Linked DNA regions of Hordeum vulgare: region 2 is linked to region 1. The links are chromatin contacts, called in public HiChIP or PLAC-seq maps. All regions are on one chromosome and are shown on one strand. The core of a region is the stretch at or near the end of the contact, and the rest is flanking DNA. Distances in the headings are between cores, read along the strand shown.

Region 1 (6,340 bases), core at 2,608-5,107:
TGAGTCGAGTTCTTTAGCCTTAGCTAATCCTTTTATCTTGTCACACGCATCATCTAGTGAAGAAGAATTCAATATATCATCAAACTTTGATTGAGCAGAATCGATGTCCAACTGCTGCAGCGTGCAATCATATGCATGAATTGCAGATAGACACTTGGCCCCAAGCCTGGCAATTGCTGCATAATTTAGGCAACAATTTAGTTTAGCACAGATAAGAAAAACAAGGCCATGACGTATTATAATATTTGTGACTAGAACTGAAGTGAAGTAGACACATTTCATCATCTGTTCACAGAACAACAAAATGATAATACATTAGACACATTCTCGATAGAATTGATTGACTGAATGAATTAAATGACCAGCCAAAGCATTACAAATAGACTTAATGTAGCCGTAGCTTCTAATAAATAAATGCATCATCAGGTCCTTTTTCATTTACTTTTCTGACTGTTTAAAACAGAGACCTTGCTGCAAGTTCTCAAGAACGACATAAACCCCATTGGTGGCTCTGTTTCGATAACCTTTTATCATATTGTATATCCATATTTGTGTTAGTGGCTGGTTGGCTCGATATTCAAATTATAAGAATACAATAAAATAAATGCAGTTTGTGAGCCAAGAATTGTTCAGGTAGAAAGTTACCATCTCGCTCATCAAGGCCATTATAAGCATTTACAAGAAAATTAAGATTGCGGAAGAAGTCCCCAGTGAAATCCTTTCGTCGTCTCGCAACAATAGCATTGATATCAGTGGGATTCTCTCGAAGCTCTGTGAAGAGTTCCATGTGCATCTCTATTTCAGCATCGATCTAACAAATTAATTGTGAACAAGAGGGTTCAGAAAATTATTATATGATGCACATGAACACTTCTCTTGATTGACTATGGTGCACCTACCTAACAATATCATTATGTAATCCAAATATATGATGTTTCCGAAATTGATGGCTACACAATCATCTCAAGGAATATAATGTTTGCATGAATAAATAAATCAAATAAGAACATAGTTGGCTCATAGTTTAGGCCGGCCACAAAGACTAATTTTGCTCTGTTAAAAAAAAGGAGCGTACCTTCTTTACTTTTCTAGCGAGTACAATCAACTTTTGCTTCACGGAAGTATCAGTTTCCACATCTATACGCACTTGGCAACGCTTGTAGAAGTGTGGTCTGTATCTTCGCCACTCCTCTCTGAAAACCAATATTTTTCTCCAGTCCTTTGTTTCTGGTTTCTCATCCATGAAGAACGCAATAAACCTATCACAGATTTGGGCCATCGTGTAGCCCATTGCGACTTCACTCTCATCTTGGTTATCAATCACCTTAGTAACAGTTGGGCTAGCCACAGACCCTGCACCTGTGCAGTAGTAATTCACAATATAAGAAACATTTTTGCAAGGTACACAAAATTGCTGCACGTGCAGGCAGGCAGTTACATAATCGTAGGATAACAAAATTAATACTGCAGAATTGAATTGAAACTTCCTGGGAAATAGCATTCCCTGTTAAAACCATTAACTGTTGCAATTGTAAAACTAAATTTCACACATGTCCCCTACTGAAACTAACATCAATTTGTGGAAGAAAATCGCATTATCACGGCATTTCAAAAGATTTTAAACATGTGGCTCACCAGTTTGAGAAAGTTTAGTCAAAACACAGTTATTCGTCCCCAATAGGGACTTGTGTAATTGCAGAGCTATCAAATACATCCATCCTGGACAAGAAGAAAGCGTCCTAGTCCTTGAAACAGGGTTTTGCTCGCTTTATATATAAAGCAATCACAGAACAAAGTACATGGCCGAATGATACAAGGTGATAGGACAACCCTCAAATAACACCGATCCCAAGATATTCGGATCACACAAGACGCAAGCGACTATGCTACCGACATAGAGCACGGGAAGAACCGAGTACAACGCCACGCTATGCCCTAAAACACCCACGCTGCACGGCAATGCCCCCAAGTAGGAAAACGACGCTAAGCGTCACCGTTGTCGAGTCCATGGCGGACAAAAGTTTTTACCCGGAACGCAGACACGGAGAGGAGCTCCATGACGACGTCTTCAAGAAGAAAGCGGTGTCATCGTCGACGACAAAGCGCAAAGCTTTCGCTCGCAACTCCCACATGCCACCGAGGTCTTTAGGATAAGCGTAACGAGTTCAGCTCCCCAGATCTGGATCGGAGTGACACCACTGCCAAAGACAGAGAGCACGCCCGAGCCGCCCACCGTTGTACATGTCGTCGCCCACACGACCAATAGACATAGCCACCGCCGCCGCCGCCATGGTGTTCACTGGAGAGCTAACCATGCAGACCACCTTCCAGGGTCGCCGCCCCGACATCCATGCCACGAGATATCGTGAACCGCCCGCTTCACATAGCACAAACCATGGCAGGAAAAGCCCAGCATCAGCCACCGAGGCAGGGTCAACGCCACCACCGTAGGGGCGCCAACGCCTGCAATCCCCTCCAATGGACTGGTGGGGGGGCATTACCCAGCGACTGCCGACGGCTATCGTCGAGTAATCAGCTCCGACGATGGTAAGTCTGCGGCCTGAAGCACCGATCCTATTGCCGGGTCAACATTGTCCCAACCACCACCTCCATGGACCTTCACCGACGCCACAACATGAGGACGCCTGCACATCAGAACCACAAGGTCCCACCTTGGCTTGGCCGGAGACGACCCAGAGCCGAGCAATCTGACCCCAAGGTGACACCGCGCCAGAACTCGCACAAGGAGCAACCAAGCCCGAGCAGAAGAACCACGTAAAACTCCTGCCCTGAAGGCAAGTCTGCCTCGCCGGTACACTGCCGGCAACCGCACCCGCAACAGGAGGCTTCCGCCCCAACAAATGGGACCGCTGATGACAGCCGGCAACCCCGGTCGCCGAGCAGTCGCTCCGGTGCCCCCGCTCCCCATCGGCTCCCCAAAGAAGACCCTTCACTGCCGTCCACAGCCAAGGTCACCACCAACCGAACCCTGGCCCGCCTTCACGCCCGCTTGAAGAGCTGCAGCACCACCGCAGGCCGCCAGCGAGACTACCGTAGGTGGCTCACCACGGCCAGCAGGCCCTCGACAAGCCAGCCCAGCACGGACGAGGCGAAGCGCCTCCACCCCCCGCGTCATCCAGATCGGGTCGACCGGGAGCCGGAGCTGCCGCCGCCAACCCTAAAACGCACCACCACCACCGTTCAGCCATCGACGCCACATAGCCGCGACCCCCAGCACCGCCGCCGGTCGCCACCGCCGCGCCGCCGCGTCCTGCACCAGGCCGCGCTCCGGCTTGGCTAGAGCGGCCTGCGCCGAAACCCCCCCCCCCCCACACCACCACCACCACGACGCGAGAGGAAGAGGGTGCCCCGCGCACACCGGCGACGGCGAGGAGAGAAGAGGGAGAGGACAAGGGCCGCGGGCTGGCGGCGGGTAGGGCCCCTCCCCTGCCGCCCGCGGGAGGGGAGGGGAGGAGAAAGCGCCCTGGTGGCCTCGTCGTTAGAAAAGTAGAGGGCGGGAAGAGGGCCTCGTCGTCCCTAACCATGGCCAACGCGAGTGAGGCCGGCTGCTTCCTCTCGTTGCTGCTCCAAGAAGGTGGCCCTCTTCGCCGCCGTCAGCGCTCGAGGAAGGCTTAGTCGTTGCCGCTCAGACCGCAAGACCCCTGCTGCCGCCACTCTGCAGGCTGGCCCCAACCAGCAGGCCATCTCCTCTTCCGAAGCTCTCTACTCCTTTGTCTCCGGTGAGATTTTCTTCCAAAGTTTGTGAGAAGAAAGGTCATCAGGCGGTGAAGGGTGAAGATAAGGTTGAGCGGGAACATACGGGAAACCGGGCCCAGCCAGGATGGGCGACGGTGGGCTTCGTGCTAGGCACCCTTCCGTTTCCATACTTTGAGTTCGTTGTATTACTTCCTCGGTCTTAAAAATAAGACACTTATTTCAAAACGGAGGAAGTATTATTTATGGCTTGACATATATATAGACGAGAAGTAATCACTGTAACGCAGATCAATCTTCCTTAATAATAAAACACGCATCGTTTCTAACGTCCGTCGTGGCATTTTTGCAAAAAACATCCCTGTAGTTTCATCTAATTAACCCGCGGTACGTTTTTAAGTGAGGCTAAACCATTTTTTTCACATTTTACACAAAACCCCCTTACTTTCGTGCTAAATAACCCGCAGTCCAAATTATATTCAGAACGAATCGTTTTTTAAATTTTTTACATACACCCCTCACATATGCGTTAATAACCTCGAAGTCCATTCAGAATAAATATGTATTTTCAAATAACAATATCTTTTAAACCGTAAATCCAATTTAAACATGTTATATATGAAACTTGATTAGAAAAATGTGTAGAGTTTGAATATGTTGTTATTTTACATATTAAATATTTAAAAAAATACTATTTAGGATACAATGCTAATCAATATTTGTCTTTATTTCGTACCGACTATTTGTATTGTAACATGTTAACTTAAGCATCAATATTTGGGAAATGTTATAATCTTTGGACATGATATACTTGCATTAGGTTCTTTCTTTGTACATATTTTATAATCTAAGACCTTACGTACGTGCCTTTTTTTGACAGTATCCACACGCGTTTTTACCAATGGGCTACATTTTTTTATTTTTCTCCCGTTGCAACGCACGGGCATTTGTGCTAGTCAGTAATAAAGATAGTCTTATCCCTACTTCCTCTCTTTTATCTACCTTTTTATGTGATCAACTACAACGCTCGCTACGCTCTGTAACCTTGGGTCAAAATCGTCGGCAGAAATTGCGTAACACATTTTCATCGAGCCTGCGTCAAGCCTACCTCAAGCAGGCTCTCATCAATCCCACGGAGGTATAGGATCAGATCACTTCTTCTTGCAAAAATGAATTCCTTATGTTATCACAATTTCATTTTTGCGATTAGTTTATTCTTCGGATCAAGTTTATCTATGTTGTGGATTTTTCTTGCGAGATCGCGGCCGACTAGATGCCGCTGGCACAATGTTGATCGGTCTTGCACAACGAGAAACTTGTTGATTACACTATAAGGAGACGGTGGTTAGACGTACTCCAGATAAGCACGACACCGCCGCGATGTACTGAATGTACATGCGTCGTGATGTCCCAATGACGCACGATCTGTCTTGTCCTCAATAGCTACACTAACTGTCGGTGTTTACTCACGACATCAGCCATGGCTAGGCTAAACATGAGTGGTGGAAACCGTAAGGACACCGGCGGGCTCCAGGAACGGGACTGGTACAAGCGAGGGATGCATGATGTACCCAGGTTCAGGGCTCTCCGTAGAGATAACACCCCTAGTCCTGCCGGAATGGTTGATGCACCAAAGGGATTATAGTGTGCTCCTTGAGTTGTTCGACGGAGGAGGAAGAAGGAGTTGCCGGCTCGCGTCTACCTCTCCTGTATGGGTGTGTGTGTGAGCAGTTGACCGACCCTCTGCATGGAGGGGGGTCGGGGAGTTTTATAGACAAACCCACCGACCTACAATATGGATAAAAGTACGAAAGAGGGGCCCGCCTAGAAGCCTCGCTGGCTGAGCAAGGGACCCACAGTAGTCTGGTCTTGTCGTTGGAGGGGCCCGCCGGCTGCGAGGTCCCATCTGGCCATGGGATTCGCCGGCGAGCCAATGGAGTTCTCGCGTAAGGCCGACGCAGGACATGTGTAGTACGTCCGGCGTCGTATTGTGAGATTCGTCATGGGTCGTGAGTATGGCCGTCTCCACTATTACCACACCAAGCTTGGTAATGGAGTGGGTGCTGATGGGCCTATACTGTGCTGGTTTGATGGATCGGAGTCGGCCTAGGTCAGCGGCATGGCCGCTGACATTGTATCTGTCGTGCGCCCCAATCTTGTACATGTGCTGACGCGTATCCACCTTTATTCGTAGAGTCTAGTCCCAGCCTAGGTTTGGATGTGACTAGGGCTTCCTAGCCGGCTAGCGGCCTCGCTAGCCGGCCTTGAAGTTGTTGTCCCGCTCCTAGCCGGCAAGCGCTTCCCAGTCGGCCAGGAGGGAGTGTCGTCTCGTCCCTAGCCGGCGAGAGCTCTCTAGCCGGCCAGGAAGGATTGTCGTCTCGCTCCTAGCCATCCGGAGCTTTCCAGACGGCCAAGAAGAGTTGACCGTCTAGAAGAAGCTGATGCTTCCCTTTACTCTTGGATGCAAAAGAGTAGGTTTGATGAGCCTACCTCGAGGTTATCCCCCCGTCAATAGTCCCCGAAGCAGGGGAGGTCCGCCGCCTCAAAGCGGGAGGCCTCGCCGGCTTGAGTTCCTTGCTGATGCTCTTCATAGGTCGCATGTTGCAGGAGGTGCCGGGTCGGAAGC
Region 2 (6,340 bases), core at 1,973-4,472, 580 kb before region 1:
GAATGGAAAACTTCCTTGCTTGAGACATGATATTTACCTATAAGACTAATTATTCAATAGGGACATTGACATGAACCATCACATACTTTCTATAATTGATATTTCACCTAGTTTGAGCAGCATAATGTTGAAGGAGAATTTTAGCTTGTCCTAATTGTTCTTCTGCAACACACATCACTAAGATGCTATCATCGACATATTGAATTATAGGGAAGTTAGGACATGAATTGATAGACATAGGTGTTGTGATAAGATTGAGATGCATTGCCTCTTTAAGAGTGGATTGCAGAAGATCAACAACAAACACAAAGATGAGTGAGACTGGAGAGATAAGGTCCCTTTGGTTGACGCCTCTTTTTACAATGAAAATGTTTACCGACGTCCCATTTAGAAGGACCGAAGAACTACAAGAAGATAAAATCATGTTTGATCTAGTTCAGGCATTTTGTCTCATGTTCTATCATGTCAAATGCCTTTCGAACGTCAAGTTTTGGCACAATAACCTTTTTCTTGGATTGTTTAGACTGGAACATGTACTCAAAAGGCCATGCCAAGCAGACTCCTTTTCTTCACGAATATGTAAAGCTTATGTATCTTCCATTGATAGAAGAAGTTGAAATGAGTACAAGAAAGGCTACACCACATGGCACAACCATAAGAAGATGTAAACATAGTGTCTAGAGCAGAGAGGAATGAAATGCTAGACCCAAACAAAAACTACACCACAACGTTAAACTACCCTAACAATGAACAACCTAAAACTAAGCGATGTACCAAATCTCTAAATACACCACTAGACATGCCACGAGTACTCAAGACGACGCCTTCAAAAAGGATAACGAAGTCACCATCCGATCCGAGGAACCGGATCAGGGGTTTTCCTGGATAATCGAAAGGGGCACAGAGAAAGTCCATACACGTGTCTTCGCTGCCGAGCAGTATTTGATAGGCTTGGATTTTTTAAAACATAATAGTTGATGTGCAGCGGCCAAGGAATATCTCCTTATAGTCTATTTGTGAGAAGATTCGTGGTGATTTTGATGACAGAGGTGAAAGAGCAGATTTGAAATTCTGCCTTTTCATACTGCCTGTTTTATAGTTCCCGGCGTAACCCTCGAGCTCCTGTGTGCTCCTCAACGTAATCCGACGGGAACTAGCAAAAATGAAATAATAAAACAGTAAGAGAATGATTGACATAGCACGACTTCCGCGCCAGAAAAAGAAGGCGGTAGGAGGAAAAGAAAGGTTAAGCATACATTTCTCGTTGTGGTTGAGATGAAATTGTCGCTAGCATTGCTTCCATGCAACGTCGATGTGACTGGCGAGGTGCAGCCACAGCCATGGGTCCATGAGGAACAAACGCAGAGAGACAAAAATATGATGGCACTCCTACTTGCGTTGATTATTATTAGGATTTGATAGGGGGAGTCTGGATTTGACGCGGTTTGGCTTGGGCTTGGGCTTGGGCTAGCTGCCAAAACCGGAAAGCTTGTGTATCACCTTAATAGTAGTGGTACTATAGCCATAGCTGTTTTTGTTAGGCTTAAGATTAAGATGTGGAATTGGAGACGGTCATTGCGCGGGGCGGTTGGTGCAGGCTGGGCTTTCAGATGTTTGGAATAGGATGGAGACGCGCGACAAGTTGGTTGACGCAGCTATCCCGGGCGTTTGTTCGTTAGTATTAATCGGAGCATCGCTCTAGCCTGTGTGTGTGTGTGACGCACAAGGAAGGAAGCACGGCACAGCACAGGCGCGCTATAAGCTAGTATAGCTGAGACGTGAGACCCGTCACCGACCCAGAGAAGAGAAGAGGAGGAATGAAGGTTGCGGCCCGTCGATCATGGCGGTGCTTTTCAGCTGCTGTTAGTTGCGGCGTGCCGTCCTGGTAGTTAGTCGGGCTCTCCTCTATTCTCCCTCAGGCCGGTAGAAGTGTAACGCAAACGAAACGAAAGGAAAGGAGAGGGAGGAAGAAGAGCGGTCGTGGTCGGATCGCGGGAGGAGGAGACGTCTCGATCCCTCGGACGGGGACACGCGCGGGCAGCAACCAACCGCATGCAGATTGGACGCAAGCAAGCCCGCCCGCCCTCCACTCACCGGCAACGGGTGGTTCCTTCGTACACATCCGTTTCCGATAGATCGAAACAAAACCGTTTCCGGAACACGGCTTGCACGGCGCTGCGTCCGTCATCAACGACGGACGCCCTACCACGTCCATGCACCCCGGTTTTAAATTTGCCGGGTTTGTTTTGTTTCGGAGCAGTCGGTTGCAGTTCAGTGGAGCGGACTGGGGGTGGGGTGGGGTGGGCCACCGATCCCAATCCCGCGACCACGCCTCCTCAACTCCCAACGGCCACGACGACTCACCAGCAGCGTCGCACCGTTCCAACACCAATTCCCTTTTCCTTCCTTCCTCTATTTGCCTGTCATCACGTCCCAAAAGAAAGGAAGAAAGATAAAAAGACAGCGAAATACCAGCAGGAACCGGTAGCTCGTTATATGCCTCAGACGTTACCGTAGGATATCTGGCATGGTATCTGAACTGAACGAATTACCACTGCCAGGCTAGATATGTACTCTGCTCTACGTAGCACTCCGCATAATCAGGTTATTAAGTGGTACGTAGCAAAAAAGACAAGGCATTTTCCTGTGCGAAAGGTGCGCCACACGCGTGTGCGTGTGGAAATGACGCGGACGGAGACGGTTTTGCTTGCGACGCATGGCATGCATGGAGACGGCGCGGGATTCAAATTTGTGCTGGGCGAAACAAATCCTCACGTCGCCATACGCGCCGATTAAAAAGCCGAAAATCAGGAAATTCCTACTATCCCCAACAAATACTTACATACTCCTCGGTCACTTGAATCTGTTACTAGAAATAATAGTACCAGAAATGAATATGAATAGCAGAGGTCGTTTCGGTTGGAAGCGATGGCCGGGAAGAGAGATAGATAGATATTATTTTGCGCCTGCCTCCCCATCCCCATCCCTATCCCTATCCATCCGTCCATAACATAACCACACGTAGGCGTTGGAGCAGGAAGAGTCATTTCGGGTTTCAGTTGGGGAGCGTTTATATGGGATGGTAGCGACGCCGCGTGTCCCGGGGCCAGCTGTACCCACGTCCCCCCCTTCCCTCCCCTGCTGGGCTGGAACCCGTTCACCGTCGCCTCCAGTCCCAGGTATATATCCTCCCCCTGCCCCCTCCGCTCCCCTCACTCCATCCTTCCTCTGTCTCCTTCCTTCCTCCCTCCACTTCTCCACCGCACCACCACCACCACATTATTTCGGTAACCCACCACCCGTAGCAGGGAGCGGTTACTACGCACACGTACATCCATCGATCGATCGATCGATCTACGGGCGGCGAGTCATGGCGGCGTGCAGAGGAGGAGGAGGAGGGGGCGGCAAGGACGTGGACCGGATCAAGGGCCCGTGGAGCCCGGAGGAGGACGACGCGCTGCAGCGGCTGGTGGGACGCCACGGGGCGCGCAACTGGTCGCTCATCAGCAAGTCCATCCCGGGGCGGTCCGGCAAGTCGTGCCGCCTCCGGTGGTGCAACCAGCTCTCGCCGCAGGTGGAGCACCGCCCCTTCACCCCCGACGAGGACGACACCATCCTCCGCGCCCACGCAAGGTTCGGCAACAAGTGGGCCACCATCGCCCGCCTGCTCTCCGGCCGCACCGACAACGCCATCAAGAACCACTGGAACTCCACGCTCAAGCGCAAGTACTCCTCATCATCCTCGGCGTCCGCCTCCGCCTCCGCCTCCGCCTCGCCCGGTGATGACGCGGTCGACGACGACCGCCGCCCGCTGAAGCGGACCAGCAGCGACGGGTACCCGGGGCTCTGCTTCAGCCCCGGCAGCCCGTCGGGATCGGACCTCAGCGACTCCAGCCACCAGAGCCTCCCCTCCGTCATGCCGTCCGCCGCCTCGCACCAGCCGCACGTCTACCGCCCGGTTGCGCGGGCCGGCGGGGTGGTCGTGCTCCCGACGGCAACTCCTCAGCCCTCGCCTCCGTCTCCACCGCCGCCGCCCCCTCCTCCTCCTCCGGCGACGTCCCTCTCGCTCTCGCTCTCCCTGCCCGGCTTGGACGCGCCCGAGCCAGCCCCGGTGGCGCAGCCTATGCCCATGCCCATGCCGCCACCTCCTGTTCCTGCTCCTGTACAGCCCGCCGCAGCGCCTCAGATGCCGCCCCCGTCCATGCCGTTCCATCTCCAGCCGCCCCCGCCGCCTCAACCACGCGCGGCGGCGCCCTTCAACGGGGAGTTCCTGTCGATGATGCAGGAGATGATCCGGATCGAAGTCCGGAACTACATGTCCGGCTTCCACCCCCGGTCGCCGACAAGCGCTTGACGACCATGGCCAACATCGAGTACCAGCACGCAAACAAGAAGCAGCATCTCGAGAACAAACCAAGATCAGTCTGCCTGCCTGCTCGACTCAAGAGAAGCAATTAATGAAAGAGGCGGCAAGTGAAGAGGAGAGGCGAAGAAGAAGAAGGCCTGTTTAGATCTTGATCTTGTTTCCCAACAATAATTCCTTAGTTCCATGTGTCTTGATTAGTTTCGTTTTCCTTGCTCGAGATCGATCGATCGATCATGGCAGTTCGTTGGCTGTCGAGAGACTGAGACGGAGAAAACTTCGTGACTAGTGTGCCGAATAAGCTAGGCAGTGCAGAGGCAAACATGTTGCTTGCTGGATAGAGACTTGTTTTTTGTACAGAGGAAAGGGAAAAAGAAATCAAACGAGACGGGGGGAAAAAGGCGAGGCCAAGTTCAGTTCACATGGATGGATGGATCACATCTGATCTGCTTGCTTCTTCAGTTCCGTTTCACTGCTGGCACTCCGGAGTTCCGTTTCACTGCTTGCTTTGGTAGTACAAAGTCGTTTGGTTTCGTTTCCGTGGTGCTGTGCTTTGCTTTGCTAGTCGTACGTAGTAGGTGCACATTTCAGTTTTGGGGTTGTTTTTGTGGTTGGAGTGTCTGGTTTGGGGAGCAGGGGAGAATGGGCGAGCGACGAAACGGAATTATGGTGGGATCGGCAGTGGAGAATGGGCGAGCGACAGCTAACTGACTGCCTCCCTGTTGCGCACCCTCTCTCTCTCTCTGCTTTTTTAATTTTATTTACTGAGGATTGGTATTATTTTGACGTGGGGGCGATTGATGGACGGATGGGAGAGGAGAACGTGTGGGAATGGCGGAAAGGGAGCTTTGAAACGGCAGCTGGCTAGCTTAACAAGGCAACGCAACGCAGCGCAGCGCAAAGTGAAAGTTATCCAGACGACACAACTCACATGACGGACTGACCGCTTGCATTATTGTCCCAGAAAGACGGAGGAACAAGTAAGCTCTGACTGAAGTAGCTGCTGCTGTGCTAAAACTAGTCAAGTTGCAGTTTGTTTCTGGTTTTCAAACCGTCTCCACGCCCGCCCACGACTCTTCCAGCAAGCTACGTCTCCTCCAGAGCCCCCTCTAGTCTAGAATCATGGCACCACCAAATGAACTTGCTGTAATTCCATCGGAACTATATACTTTTTCTCTGTAAACTAGTATAAAACGTCTAGATATAAATATTTTATTCTGAGAATAGTGATTTAAACATTGAAGGCATATTTCTTTACCTCACAACAGGTACAGTAATTTCTTCGTCTGGGTGTATAAGTCGTCCTATGAAAATCAAATAATATAAAAGACTTAAACGTGGTACCTTAACTTTTATCATTTTTTTTATGAATAATAAATCAATCAATAAAGACACGTGCATGTTTTCAATGACTTAGACTAACTAAAACAACATATGTTGATCAATTCATTGCATGTAACAGTATTATATTAATGAACAAATTAACATTAATTTTTGTCGTTTTAATTTTCATTTTTAATTATGATGCATTATTTAAGATGGCTTATACACTGAAACGGGGAAGCATATATTCGGATAAATTGAGCTGATGTCGTTGCTCGTGTCGCGTGTATATATACAATTCCGTTTGTACAGTATCTACCAGCTATATTTGTATGTACCCCGAAACAGTGGCCACTAGTAGTATATCTGCACTGCGATCTGGTGTGTCGGTTTGTTCCGTTGGCGACGTCAGGCTGATGGTTTGTTAATTCGTTGGTTTGTTTGCTGCTGGTTGGTTGGTTACTGGTCAGGCAGGCCCTGGAATTATTATACGCGTGCGTGCATGCACATATGCTACGTCGATTGATTGACTGACTGACTGATTGATGGGTGCGTGCGGTTTGCCTGGCACGAGATATTTCTGGTTAGACGTTGTTTTCGGAGGCAGTTCATCATTTCCGGTCCCGGGCAGCCCTCATCCATCCATCCGATCCG

Evidence for each region. HiChIP or PLAC-seq counts read pairs in DNA pulled down with a chosen protein or histone mark.
Region 2: a contact with region 1 is called in an H3K4me3 HiChIP or PLAC-seq map of embryo, with 6 times the contacts expected there. The contact joins the promoter of LOC123397754 here to the promoter of LOC123452430 in region 1. A contact is called at or near these places in 1 of 6 Hi-C or Micro-C datasets (leaf) and 1 of 1 datasets of contacts at active chromatin or transcription factors (embryo).

The regions. Positions count from the first base shown.
Region 1 is chr5H:344,967,293-344,973,632 of MorexV3_pseudomolecules_assembly, reverse strand. It overlaps LOC123452430, which reads right to left and starts at 3,857. Exons shown (of 6, transcript XM_045129076.1): 1 at 3,543-3,857; 2 at 1,076-1,359; 3 at 646-811; 4 at 1-176. The coding sequence starts at 3,705.
Region 2 is chr5H:345,550,007-345,556,346 of MorexV3_pseudomolecules_assembly, reverse strand. It overlaps LOC123397754 (transcription factor MYB44-like), which reads left to right and starts at 3,222. Exons shown (of 1, transcript XM_045092290.1): 1 at 3,222-4,784. The coding sequence starts at 3,371. The coding sequence ends at 4,354.